Linked DNA regions of Triticum aestivum: region 1 is linked to region 2. Evidence: chromatin contacts called from public Hi-C data. All regions are on one chromosome and are shown on one strand. The core of a region is the stretch at or near the end of the contact, and the rest is flanking DNA. Distances in the headings are between cores, read along the strand shown. Region 1 holds the start of LOC123110640 (probable inactive purple acid phosphatase 1). Region 2 holds the start of LOC123110637 (diacylglycerol kinase 1).

What was found. Hi-C and Micro-C count contacts between places; a contact is called where the count stands out from the background.
Region 1: a contact with region 2 is called in a Hi-C map of leaf, with 2.2 times the contacts expected there. The contact joins the promoter of LOC123110640 here to the promoter of LOC123110637 in region 2. A contact is called at or near these places in 2 of 5 Hi-C or Micro-C datasets (both in leaf).

What each region holds. Positions count from the first base shown.
Region 1 is chr5B:104,905,133-104,912,098 of IWGSC CS RefSeq v2.1, reverse strand. LOC123110640 (probable inactive purple acid phosphatase 1) reads right to left here and starts at 5,450. Exons shown (of 14, transcript XM_044531202.1): 1 at 5,174-5,450; 2 at 4,745-5,064; 3 at 4,500-4,668; 4 at 4,341-4,432; 5 at 4,142-4,208; 6 at 3,894-4,016; 7 at 3,689-3,781; 8 at 3,397-3,526; 9 at 3,162-3,243; 10 at 2,944-3,076; 11 at 2,604-2,809; 12 at 2,393-2,518; 13 at 1,989-2,298; 14 at 1,192-1,765. The coding sequence starts at 4,761. The coding sequence ends at 1,454. It overlaps LOC123110641 (probable tRNA N6-adenosine threonylcarbamoyltransferase, mitochondrial), which reads left to right and starts at 5,287. Exons shown (of 14, transcript XM_044531204.1): 1 at 5,287-5,616; 2 at 6,664-6,708; 3 at 6,833-6,907. The coding sequence starts at 5,287.
Region 2 is chr5B:104,747,572-104,754,704 of IWGSC CS RefSeq v2.1, reverse strand. LOC123110637 (diacylglycerol kinase 1) reads right to left here and starts at 1,631. Exons shown (of 9, transcript XM_044531199.1): 1 at 1,497-1,631; 2 at 1,189-1,426; 3 at 1-386. The coding sequence starts at 1,616.

The DNA.
Region 1 (6,966 bases), core at 4,201-6,700, 150 kb before region 2:
ACTTTTGTATAAGTTACTATAGTCACATATTACATTTTGCCTCATATCACCAATGTTTTCTTATTTTTGTCTTAGTCGATGTGCCAGTATGCACGAGATAGTCATCGTGACAATATGGACATTGCTAAAATAAAAATTAGATTCAGAATATATGTTTTTTATTATAAATTATGATATGTGCCTTCGATCACAAATATGTCACACTTTTAGAAATACAATTTGAGTGACTTGACAACATTTTGTAGCGATCTAAAATTTTGGATAAATATTATTTTAATGTTGTACCATGTGAACTTATTTTGTTTCAGACGTGCAATGCACGTGCATGCTTACTAGTCTATATATACTAGCAAAAAAGCCCGTACATTGCAACGGGAGAAACAAATACCACACTCCTCTAACCCAATAACCATGAGTCAAGACCCTAATAGGTCTAGGTCTTTCCTTTCAATACATGACATCCCATCTGTGTTAGCACTTATCCTCCTTCCCGCCATCGCCAACGATGGCCTCAGTGCTCACACAATCACAACATATTTGGATGTTCTCAATCCTAAGACGTCTCTCTCTCGGCATAAGGTAAGAAATCAACCTTTTTTCTGCGTGGTTATAGATTGTTTCTTTCATCTCCAATTTTGGTTTTGCTAAGGTGCTCATTTCCAATCCGGCTTGCAATAAAGACAGATCATGCGCTATTGATTAAGGTTGCACCCTAAATAGAAATCTACGCATTGTTCTAATTAAATTTCATATATGACATGTTAAACTTAGAGTTAGCGTTTAAAAAATATGGAAACTTTTAAAAAGCATTTGATATTTACTGCGTGTTGATTAACCCAATTATTATCAGGGGTTTCCAGCAAAAGAGGAAATCTGACTTAAAACTAACCTGCGGTTGATTACCAGGAACATCAGGTAGTTGTCTGAAAAATAACATGACGAACTAAGAATACTTATTTTCTTTATTACTACCTCCGTCCGGGTTTATTGGTCCCCTTACCATTTTGTGCCAAATTATATATTTTTTAAAAATTGATGACTCAATCTTTATTTTTTAAATTATGGTATTATATTATGTAAACTTGAAAAATGTAAGTTATACAAATTTAAAATTTTGAATTCAGCATCCCGGTTTTAAACTTAAAAACTCAAAGTATCGAATTAGAATTTTCAAGGTTGGAAATCCAGAACTGAAACTTAAGAACCGTGTAGTTTATTTTATTTCGTATACAGAACTGGAATATTTAAATATCTTACAGATTTGTATTGGGCCACATACACACCAGTAACTAGTAGCACATCGACTGATTCCCCCGTCTGAATGTACTGGAGCTTCAGGTAGCCAATACAAGTTTCTAAGATACGTAAATATCTTAGACACTTGTATTGGGCCACACACAAACCAGCAACCATTAGCAGATCAACTGATTCCCCGTTTGGAAGTGTTGGGGCTTCAGGAAGCCAGCGTAGTCCTTGGGCAGTTGTCGATGGAGCAAGCCAGGACATCTCGGTAATCCCGCGAGATTGTGAAATGATCATACACATTGCCATCACGGCTTTTCTTGTACTCGAACAGCAAGGATGAATGGTTGAAGGCCGTGAGCTTGACGAACCCAAAGTCAAAGTCCCTGAAGTGACTCCACTGGATATTTGATGTGGTAAATGCTGAATCTGCAATGCTAGCGCCAGTACCACCAACAACCACATGTGTTGTTGCCTTGAACGGGCCATTGTAATGATCCGATGCATCAACGACGCATTGGCTCTGCAACCAATTAAAGATTGTAACAGGATATATAAGATTGTAACAGACTTATCTCCTAAAAATATATTGTAACAGGATATGTAAGCTTTATGCCTGTAAACCATAATATTTACAGTAGCAATACTAGTAATAGTACTTACTGGGACTTGTCATCTGAAGCAAGTGCAAATGCAATATTCTACAGAAAACTTCAGTCTGGTGCAAATGCTAACCAGGTACATACCTGATAGACTGGACATGTCCTTTCATAGTTATGGACATGACCGTAGAAGGCGAGATCAACCTTGTACTTCTGCCAGAGCTCCTGCAGCGCTTCTCGTCCCATCGGTTCCTCGAAAGTGCCCTCTGTCTCATAGTAAGTGCAGGATGAGTACCCAAGAACACGGTGCGCCAGAAAGATGAGCCAGGGCTGCTTCTGCCTGTCGACGGATGACAGGCATTGCTCAATGAACTTGTACTGCTCGGTCCCTGGCCTCCAATCTTCTTCTGTGTTAGCAATGCAGAACCTGAACATGCCATAATCTGTCGCATACCTGAAGAAGGATAGCTGTCTGTCAGTAAATTTCAAGGATTGTACTGTACATCTTAAAAGGAAGAGTTATGGCCTCACTGAGTCACAGCATTTACCAGAATTTTGCACGGTTCTCAGCAGGAGTATAGAATACAGTTTGCGCAGGAACACCACATTCTCCACCTGAGTCAAGATTCCCATAGAAAGATCCAGTCCCGGGCCAGTCTCTTTCATGGTTACCACTGCAGAAATGCCCATTCTTGTATTTATGAAACAGTAATACATTTTGAAAACAGAGGAAGTTCTGAAATGATATACTAAACTAACCTGCCAATCATGTATGGTACAGTTGATGCAATTGGTTCAATCTGTGAGGTGAACTGATCCCACTGAGACAAGTAGCCATTGGCGTAGCAAATGTCCCCAATGTGAAGCACCATGTCAACGTTTTCTAGGTCTTTAATGATCTGGTTAGTAGTGTTCAGTGAGCCAGGTTGGAAGTCATTGAACTCATTAGAACCATCTGCCTCTGCCTGAAGAAAAAAATGCGAGCACAAAAAATCAATGTAATTCTGATTCAGAAAGAGAATCACCGTAACTGGAAAATGTCTAGTTGTTACAAGAAAAATATGAAATAAAACCAAGATGGGAAGAAAACATAATATACCTTTCCCATATCTCCAAATATGACAATTTGTTGCAAGGAATCTTGCCCAGGATAAGGTGATGCTTTAAAGTTATATAACTTGCTCCAGATGTGGGTACCATTTGGTAACCTATGGCCAAGCCTGTAGGTATACCTGAAATTTTTTAAGTAACCATTTCTTAGTAGCTGGATGCATCAAAATTTCAAAACAGGTTAAAGAGACAAGATAGACAACACACTTGGAGTCTGGCCACAGATCCTTCAAGAAACTAGTATGAATGTAACCCGGATGGCGCCAACCAACAGTTCGAGCAGGTGCTCCTACATGTGCCGATTAGAGGTAAGGCGTTTGATTCAAAACAAAAACAAATGACCTAAGAAAACCTATGAGCAGATTCTCAGTTATGTTGACGGTGTAAATTCTGAACTACGATCATCTCATCTCTTAAGAAGAATAGGCAAATAGTGACATACCGCACATGCTATTTCTGTTGAATGTTAATGTTCCGGCTGGGGAAAGAAACTGAGACCCGCCTTTCGCACCCCATTCAACAAAAGGAACTGCTTCTTTTATATCGTATCCACTTGTCCAGGTGATTGTCATCTACAATAGTACTAGTACAGTTACCTTAGATAACTGAAGACAGTACTATTGTATAGCTAGTTTCAATGCTGAATTGAGATGAATAATACGATGCATATTCTCGTGAAAAAGACACACAATTTAAAACGGTCCACTCAATGGTGAATTTATAGGTAAGCTTACTTCATCCCAAGACTTCCCTTGTGCCAAACGTGGGTAGACAGGTGCCTTTGGGTTTGCAAAGGTGACCATGTTTGAGACAGCAATCAGCTTGGGCTGTTACAGGAGTGGACATTTTTCAGTCTCAGGAATATGACACGTATATTTTTTTTGTTAGAGCAGAGTTGTTATTATGCAGAGAAGTTGAGGTAACACAGTATAGCCTTGCCTTCATCAGACCACCGGAAAATAGTGCAAAAGAGAAGTCTTCCCTCTGGTTGATCAACTGAAGCTTCAAGTTTCCCTTCCCAGACCTGTTATAGCCATCATTCTTGAACTTTGCAAATTGGTACTGCAATGAAGATAGGAAAGGAAAAGGTTAATGTTCGAAACAGAAGTATCCCAGAGTCTGAATCCTGGCATAGAACTATATCTGAAGCTCAATTAGCCAAATGGAACAGGAAAAATAATGCCAACCTTGATAGGTGCTGTGCATAGCACTGGAGGTTGCTGCCTCTCATTTTCAGGCTCGCATATCGCATCACTATTTTTTTTTCAAAAAAGAAACAACAAATCAAATAACGCGTAAGATCTCAGGTGCATCTCTGAAAGCCTAGGTGGATTGAGATCATGTTACAATAGATTTGCCTCCACGCAGATATACTGATATTATTACCTGAAATTGGCAGGAGAAAACACACCAATCCAGTCGTCATCGGAGGGATTTGGATGGAAGAACTCCACCTCTACCCACTCGCTGTTCTCGCCCTGCAGGATGGCATCACATCACTGTGGAACTGTTGAACAAGAGTGGTGAGAAGTGGGGCATGCTAACCTTGAGCCCAAGAACCAACGGGGACGCCTTTACATGCACCGAGTCATCGATGGCGAGGGTTGTTCTCTCAACTGCGATCCTCGACAGCGGCTGCTCGCCGCCAGGAAGAGCCGCCGCACAAACAAACAGCCATATGACGACCACCCACAGCCTCATTTCGTCGAGCAGCCTGAATATTCCCAACTAAGACAACAATCCAAGAAGAAGAAGAAGAAAAGAGCAAGCATATAGACTGCAACACCCACCTGTAATTTCGAACCATTTCTGGCAATCGCCGGGAGAAGGAGAAGAAGGAGAAGGTATACCAACAAGAGACAGCAGCTTTATTATGATACGAGCGTATGCGTGGGTAGTGCAACTTAGTTGAGTGACCGAGTGTGCAGGATTGGAAGAACCGAGGAAGAATGCACAAATATATAGCCAATCATTGAGGTAGGCGTGTAGGCATAGGATACCATTCGTTGCTCCCAAGAAGACAAAGTGAGATTGAAAAATGGCGTCAAGAAAGACCATAATAGTTGACTGACGCTGTCAGTGTCAGCATTTCCTTTTTCCTTTGCGAGGGCTGTCAATGTCAGTACAGTACAGGTGAAGATTAATTTGACAGACGTAGGGAAAAGATCATCTTGTAAAGATTAATTGTATTAGAGATAAATGCTTCTTGATCAAATTACCAGGCAAACCTTGAGAGCAAGAACCGTGGCGTGGACGTGGCACTCTCACGATCTTCGACAGCCATGGAGCGCATGAACATGTGCCAAGAAGCATCCATAATCCATAGCATAGCATGGACCTTGGTCGAACAGGTGGTGGGCGACGGAGGAGGACAACAGTCACCACGGTCATCGTTCGCGCGTACACCGGCGCGCCGCTCATGTTCCAGACCCGACACCGTGCTGTTCGGCCTGGCCTGCGAGCGCGGCGCCGACGGAGCACGCGAACACGCCGGCCTGGAGGATGGCGGCCGGCTGTTCGGCCGCCCACGGCCAAGCTCGCCCGGGCCAGTCACCTCCCGAGGTGCGAAACGTTTTTCTTTTTCTTTTCTCACCCTCCACAGGAACAGAAAGCTACCCAATCCTCACCCCCGACAGAGACGGCAGCGGCGGCGCGCGTCGAGGTGCAGTGCAGCCCCTCTCCCCTCTCTCTCTCCCCCTCTGTAATCTTTTCTCTATCTCGCTAAAGCGGCGGCCGGCGGGTCGCGATAGGTGAGCGACGGTGGCGCGCGTCGAGGTGGGAGGTGAGCGATGGTGGTGGGCGGGAGGGGAGTGAGGCAGTGGACGGTTAGGGATGGGTAGTGTGCGGGAGGCCGGTGTGGTGAGGGTTGGGTCCGGGATGGCGAATGAGGCAGACCGCGGCGAACTCCAGCGCGGAGGCCAGGTGGCTTATGCTATGGCCGGGGGTCGCCATTGGATGGGAATTTCAGTTTTAGACACTGGGCGTGGAGTAGGGCTCTCCTCTGTACTTCTCTTTGCCGGGCTCTGACCCCCACCCTCTCTTCCTCTCTGCAGCTAGCACCGAGCGATCTCCTGGTAGCACCAAGCCGGCCAAGATAACAAGCACAGCAGCCCCCTTTCTCTCCCTCAAAAATCAGAGGTATAATAAGCACACAGGAACCCCATTGCTGTTGTTTGGTTCTATTCTTTGATTGTTGGACAGCGAGCATGATATATTCTTCTATTCTGTATGTGTATGGATTGTGAGGAATATTTGCTATGTGTATGGACAGTGAGCATGGTTCATCCATTTGATTGTGTTCCCAGCTGAGGCTGCTGGGTCACCTGCCGGAACAGCGCCTGGAAAAATGGCGTCCACCCTTCTCCCGACCTTATTGCCGCCTGTTTCACGCACCGCCGCCTTCCTCCTCCGAACCCCATCACAACCCTTCCGCTATCACCATCCACTTTTCCGCAGCCTCCTCGCCTCAGCTTCCTCCCCATCAACCTCTCCTACTCCACGCGCCCTCGTTACCATGGCCTCTGCAGCTATCCCCGCCCGCCGGGATCTCCTCATGCTCGGCATTGAGACCAGCTGTGACGACACCGCCGCCGCTGTGGTATGCATGGCTCATTCGCTGCACCATTTCTGTCCAGTCGCTTCTATTTGTGGCCGAACCTTCTAGATTTTATGCTTACGGCCTGTCTCTATGGTGCTTGGTTGGTTGCAGGTTAGAGGCGACGGGGAGATCCTTAGCCAAGCGATTTCTTCCCAAGTAAGGATTTGCTTTTCAGTTCACATTCTCTCCAGATGTTTCATGTCTAATTCTGTTGTCAGGAATTTTTGGCAAATGTTGTATCCTTTACATGTTGCTGATCGTACTGTTGTGTGTTTGTAAGTCAGATTTGCTTGTGAAATGGGGCGGGGTCGCTCCTAAGATGGCCGAAGAAGCTCACGCGCTTGCAATCGATCAGGTTCATCTTCCTTTAAGAAGATGGATGACTTTTATTATTATGTTTGTTTTAACTGTCTT
Region 2 (7,133 bases), core at 382-2,881:
ATCTTTGTGTGCATTCCCTGAGCAACTAGGATGTGCAGTGGCACCACAAATATCACACTGATGGATAGTCCCCCCCAAATACTGTGGCGGTGAAACAGACTTCAAGCATACACAGCATTTCAGACCTTTACTGCGAGAGCCAGGTTCTTTCCTCCAGATGTGGGAAGCGGCAGGGACCTTGTCTTTCAGTTTCTTGTACTTCTTTGCCCTTGCTCTGATAGCTTTCATCAAGCTCAAGCTGATATTTTTGTTCAACTGATTGATGGTATAATAAATTGTCACGCCACCTACCAATGCAAAGATGACAGTGGCAGCTACGACAGACCAATACTCTGACAGGTAGGCCGAAATGTCACTCCAGCTAGGAAGCGCCATCCTGTGCATTTCTGCAATGTGGTAGCATGGCAGTTAATTGGATAAATACATTTTCGATGGAAACTGATGTATGTATGGTGCTATCAACAAGTTTTCTGGCTGGCCTCTAGCGATGTGCAAAGATAACTAGTCCATACCTATGCAAAAGTTGGTATCTACTCCCTCTGTCCCATAATATAAGACGTTTTTTTGACACAAACACCGTGTGTAGTCAAAAATCGTCTTATATTATGGACAGAGGGAGTAGCAAATAAATATACCACTCAATTATCATGTGTGGGCCATGACTACTTGTTATTGTTACTGCCAGTGTCATTCCTCTATACTGCAAGAGATACAATGAGAGTATGGACCACGATATTTAGTACCGCCTGGTGTTCCTAGCCAAGTGGAAATGCCAAAAACTATTGCCTATGTTTTGAAATAAAACCCATGGTGACATTTGGTACTTGACAATGCGTTCTATTTCCGCGGAAGAATCTGTTCCAGGAACCCTTGATCAAAACGACACACAGCACACAGGTAGGCCTAGGATCCCGCCCGCCCACTGCTGATAACTCGCCCAATCCCCCACGCACGAACCAGCACCCCACACCACACCCTAGAAGTTCATCCTCCCTCCCTGACGGCCCTAGAAACAAGACACGAAACAACCAACCAAACCCTGACGGGCCTAGAAACAAGTGACACCACCTCACCTCAGGCAGCCCTCGCCGGAACCCTAAGCCCCCCGACCGTCCCGTCGCCATGAACCCCCGAAATGTTTCCTTCTCGTGCTAATTGGGGAAAACCCGTACAGGGAGGGAGAGATACCTCGCGGGGCCGCGGACGGGCGGCTCGTCGGGGGAAGGGAGCGCGAGACCGGGATCGCGGCTTCGTCGTCCTCCTCCTCCTCTTCTTCTTCTTCCCCAGCACCTCCTCCTCGCTCACATTGCGTCGGCGCGCCCCCGCGATTCCGATTCCGACATCTCCTCCGCCTGCTGCTCCTCCCGCTCCTCCTGCCTTTCCCCTCCGGTTTGATGCTGCAGAAAGGGACCAAAAGCCGCGGAGCCTGTCATAATACGGGTCAGAAAAAGGTTAACAGGGATATTTAATGCGTATTAGTGAGTTGATCACGACACTTTGTGGAGTTCGGGTGCCGCGGGCCACGTCCGCCCGCGCGATCTGCGCCGTTGGCGGGGCGACGGACGGGGGGGATCGGGTGATCTCGGGGCGAGCTTTCCCTCGGGAGTGTGATTCATTGGCTGATTATTAGTTTAGCGGTGTGGTATGGGCGGTCTGTTGGGCCCACCTGCAGCGGGCGGTGCGCCCTGGCCGAGAAGCTTCGTGAGTAAGCGAAGGCTTTCGCTGCTGTTGGTGCGTGCTACGCGCACCCCAGGCGCGATGTCGGTGGGCGCAGTGTTGGGGTCACTGGCCAGCGGGCCCACAGTTTGTACTTTCTAGTCCAGAAAAAAAAACAGTTTAAGAGCATGGTTTGTTTATATAAAGAAAATAGTGCGATTGTTGTGGTACTTCCCTCTTTCAGGAGGCTTATAATGATCCGTTGCGCCATTTGACGCAGAGACTAACTGCAACGTGAAGGTCAAGTGAACTATTTGAACATAATAAAATTGAAGTGAAACTAACTATTTGAAGCGTTGGAAGTGATTACATTCATAATGCATCTCTATTTTCCTTCGCAGTGATTATTGCTCATAGGTTTCACTTTGATGACATGGGACAATAGCCCTTAAGCGAACTTTGAAACTTTAACCAAGAAGGATAAGCAACGTCATCCGCAACATATCTAACAGAATGTTGGAAGGTAAGTGAATTGGCGCCGAGAGACCGACTGAAAGCCAGAAATTAAGTAAACTATTTGAAATATAAAATAAAAGTTAAGTGAGCTATTTGAAGATACCAACTAACTAACAATAATCAAAAAAACCTATGGGCAACGATCATTGTCAAGGCAAATACAGGAAAGTAAGTTGCTCTTGTGAAACTATTAGAGAATTTAGGGTCGAGCACAACCCCACGTCACTCGACTCTAGCCAGATAGTGTGTACTACGATGCCTGCCCGGCGTTTCAACACGGCTGACCCAGAAGTTAAGTGCACGTCACTCGACTTTAGCCGGATGGTGTGTGCTGCGATGTCTGCCCGACGTTTCAACACATCCGACCCAGAAGTTAAGTGCACGTCACCCGACTCTAGCCGGATGTTGTGTGTTGGTATGTCTGCCCGACCTTTCAACACGGTCGAGTATCCACGGGAGTCATTATCAGGTGTAAGCTCGATGCTCACCCTGACCTCATTCAGATTGATATTTCCGCCTAGCGTTTCTAGCATATCTACGAACGCATGTCCTACTTTTCGACGCCGCTTAGCCGGCCCGGTAGGTGTGTTCTATTTTGTACATCGTGGGATCTAGCCGACTCGGCTTGTAGTTGTTCCACGACTCTCTATTGGTTGGCATGTGTTTGTGAGACACGTTGGCGTCTGGTGTCATCGTTGTTCAGTCGTTTCTCTGTTATTTCGGCACAAGTAAGCCATGGTCCCCCGATCCATCTATATATACCACCCCCACTAGTATGCCCTAATCAAGCTACGCGCTCTTCCGGGCCTCACGAGATAAGCTATTAGCAAGAGTAATCAGTTGAGCCTGGAAACTAATCAATCAAGAGATAGAGACATGGAGGAGGCAATTGCAAATGTCGAGCGCCTGTGTAAGATGGTCCACGATGCCGCGCTCCGCTCGACACCGAGGAATGCCTACGAATGGTACTGGCGGCTGGCACGACCAGATGTGCCTTGGACGCCAACTTCGTCCCCTGGTTCGAGCAGGCTATCGCTAGGGTGTTCAACAAGTTCGCCACCGTCATGAATCTGGCAGAGGACCTCGCTACACGGCTACAACCCACACGCCCAGCATCAGCATTACCAGCCTCCCTCGAAGGCCTTGACAGTGACGACCTCCTTCACGACGAGCAAGAATTAAGATTGAGAATGTTGATATGTCTCTAATGTACCTATATTTTTTTAAATGTTATTACATTATCACTTTTGTATGCTTTCTATATCATTTTATATTATTTTTCTCGACTAACCTATTAATTTAGTGCCAGTGTCAGTTCCTATTTTCTGTATATTATTTATTTCACAGAAAATCCATACATGCGAAGGTCCAAACACAAAGAAACTTTTTGACGTTTTTTTCTAGAACATAAATGACCCTGGAAGTTTTGGGAGGTGGCCAGAAGAGGGGGCCACAAGCCAGGGGGTGCGCCCTGGGGGTAGGGTGCGCCACCCAGGCTTGTGGGCCCCCTGCTGCTTCGTTTGCCTTAATTCCTGGCCTATAAATACACATCTATTCCAAAACCCTCGGAGCGAGACCCGAAACAATTTTTATCGCCGTTGCAAGCCTTTGTTCTAAAGCGATCCCATGCGAAGCCCTGTTCTGGCACTGCCGGAGGGGGGGGGTCATTGGGGAGGTCATCATCATCAACCTTGCTGCCTCCATGATGATGATGTGTGTAGTTCTTTCAGGACCTACGGGTCCATAGTAGTAGCTCTCTCTCTCTCTCTCTCTCTCTCTCTCTCTCTCTCGATCTTCAATACAATGATCTATTGATGTCCATCAATTGACGTGGCTAATCAACGGGCTATGGAGATGCCCATCAATTAATGTCAATAGGAGTAGGGATTGCCATGCACCGGATGCACTAGAGCTATAAATGTATGAAAGCTCATCAAAAGAAATTAAGTGGGTGCGCATCCAACTTGCTTGCTCACGAAGACCTAGGGCATTTTGAGGAAGCCCGTCATTGGAATATACAAGCCAAGTTCTATAATGAAAAATTCCCACTAGTATATGAAAGTGACAACATAAGAGACTCTCTATCATGAAGATCATGGTGCTACTTTGAAGCACAAGTGTGGAAAAAGGATAGTAACATTGTCCCTTCTTTCTTTTTCTCTCATTTTTTTTCTTTTTTCTCTTTTTTTTTTATTTTGGTGGGCTTCTTTGGCCTTCTTTTTTATTTGGGCTTTTTTGTCCTCTTTTATTTTTCATAAAGTCCGGAGTCTCATCCGGACTTGTGGGGGAATCATAGTCTCCATCATCCTTTCCTCACTTGGGACAATGCTCTAATAATGGAGATCATCACACTTCTATTTATTTACAACTCAAGAATTACAACTCAATGCTTAGAACAAAATATGACTCTATGTGAATGCCTCCGGCGGTGTACCGGGATATGCAATGAATCAAGAGCGACATGTATGAAAGAATTATAAAGGTGGCTTTGTCACAAATACGATGTCAACTACATGATCATGCAAAAGCAATATGACATTGATGGAGCGTGCCATAATAAACGGAACGGTGGAAAGTTGCATGGCAATATATCTCGGAATGGCTATGGAAATGCCATAATAGGTAGGTATGGTGGCTGTTTTGAGGAAGATATAAGGATGTTTATGTGTGATAGAGCGTATCGTATCATGGGGTTTGGATGCACCGGCGAAGTTTGCACCAACTCTTAAGGTGAGAAAGGGCAATGCACAGTACCGTAGAGGCTAGCAAATTGTGGAAGGGTAAGAGTGCGTATAATCCATGGACTCACATTAGTCATAAAGAACTCATATACTTATTGCAAAAGTTTGTTAGCCCTCGAAGCAAAGTACTACTACACATGCTCCTAGGGAATGGTTGGTAGGAGTTAACCATCGCGCGATCCCGACCTCCACTCATAAGGAAGGCAATCAAAGAACACCCCATGCTTCAAATTTGTCACTCAACGTTCACCATACGAGCATGCTACGGGACTTGCCAACTTTAACACAAGTATTTCTCAATTTCGTAATTACCCAACTAGCATGGCTCTAACATTACCACCTTTATATCTCAAAACAATTATCAAGTATCAATTTTATCATAGTATTCAATGCACTCTATATGATAATTTTTATTATACCTATCTTGGATGGGGAAATTTTGTTTTTGCCACTCTAGATTTCACCAATTTTGCTTATGCCACTCTAAAATTTGACATCTCGCTTTCGCCACTCTTATTTTTGACAATGTATCGCAAATGCCACTCTGTCAGGTCAAACCACGTTTTGACCAAACAGAGTAGGTAAAAGACCATTTTGCCCCTGGTTTTCTGTTTCGCTTTTGCCACAGCAGTTTTCGTAATTCTGACATTTTGCTAATATCCGACAAGAACAACAGATCCATTGGTTCAGCTGAGTTCATCTGCTAATAAGAAAAGAAAATTATAAACTAATTAAGCAGCCACGCATCCATATATTCATACATCTCTGATTCATTACACTTTCACACACATCATCAGGAGTGCAAGGTACACCACATACGTATGCTAATACGCATCTCCCTCTCTCCAATTCAGCAGACTTGAACACAAATCAACGTCAAGCACGCACTAAGCCCAACACATAGCATGCATCTCCGATTCACCATGTGTAGATCAAGTAGGAAGCAACCTAGATGGGGAGTGGAGCTACCGCATCTAGGACATACGGGAGCGCTGATTGGAGGCAGTGCCATGGACGCACGGGAGTACGTCGCAGCCATGGAGAAGAGCAGCAGGAGATGGACGACGAGGCGTACCCATGCAGTCGGTGCTGATGACGAGGCGGAGCTCCAGAAGCGCACAGCCGGCGTTGGAGACGAGATAGAGGCGCGCAGGCCCATGGGCTCCCAGATCCCGGGTGAGCAGGGGCTGCGTCTCCATCCCGGATGAGAGGAGGTAGGGGAGGTGGGTTGTTGCCGTCGCTTGGGCACGAGGAGAGCGGCGCAGTGCGAGGAGGCAGGCCCCGACGGTGGGGCTCCTCCACAAGGAGCACAACTGGCGGCTAGGAATCGCGCTCGACCAGGCGACAGTTGCGGCAGGAGCCACGCCGACCGGCAGGGGCGGAGCGCCGCGCGTCCGGCTGGAGGCAGCTGGCTGCTATGGTGCGCGGGTAAGAAGACTTGAGATGACGACGTGGTGGCCAGATTTTGGTGGCGGCGCCGGTGATTGGGTGCGGGTGTGTGCTGCGGGTAGGTTAGCTTAGGACGAGTATGTGTATAGATTAGGGCCCGGGTCACTAGCAAAGTGGACCCACAAGTCAGTAGGGGCAACTTATGTCATTTTTGCAAAAACTGGCAGGTTTTTTCCTGGTTAACTGGGTAGAAGAAACGGTCAACTCATGGAAGTGTAACAGAATGGCATTTGTGATATATTGTCAAAAACTAAGAGCGGTAAAAGTGAGATGTCAAATTTTAGAGTGGCATAAGCAAAATTGGCAAAACCTAGAGTGGCAAAACCAAAATTTTCCCGTCTTGGATGCCCATCATATTAGGACTAATTTTATAACCAAAGCAAATACCATGTTGTTCTAAAAGACTCTCAAAATAATATAAGTGAAGCATGAGAGATCAATAATTTCTACAAAATAAAACCATCGCGGTGCTCTAAAAAGATAAAAGTGAAGCACTAGAGCAAAATTGTCTAGCTCAAAAGATATAAGTGAAGCACATAGAGTATTCTAATAAATTCCGATTCATGTGTGTCTCTCCAAAAGGTGTGTACAGCAAGGATGATTGTAATAAACTAAAAAGCAAAGACTCAAATCATACAAGACGCTCCAAGCAAAACACATATCATGTGGTGAATAAAAATATAGCCTCAAGTAAAGTTACCGATGGACAAAGACGAAAGAGGGGATGCCTTCCGGGGCATCCCCAAGCTTAGGCTTTTGGTTGTCCTTGAA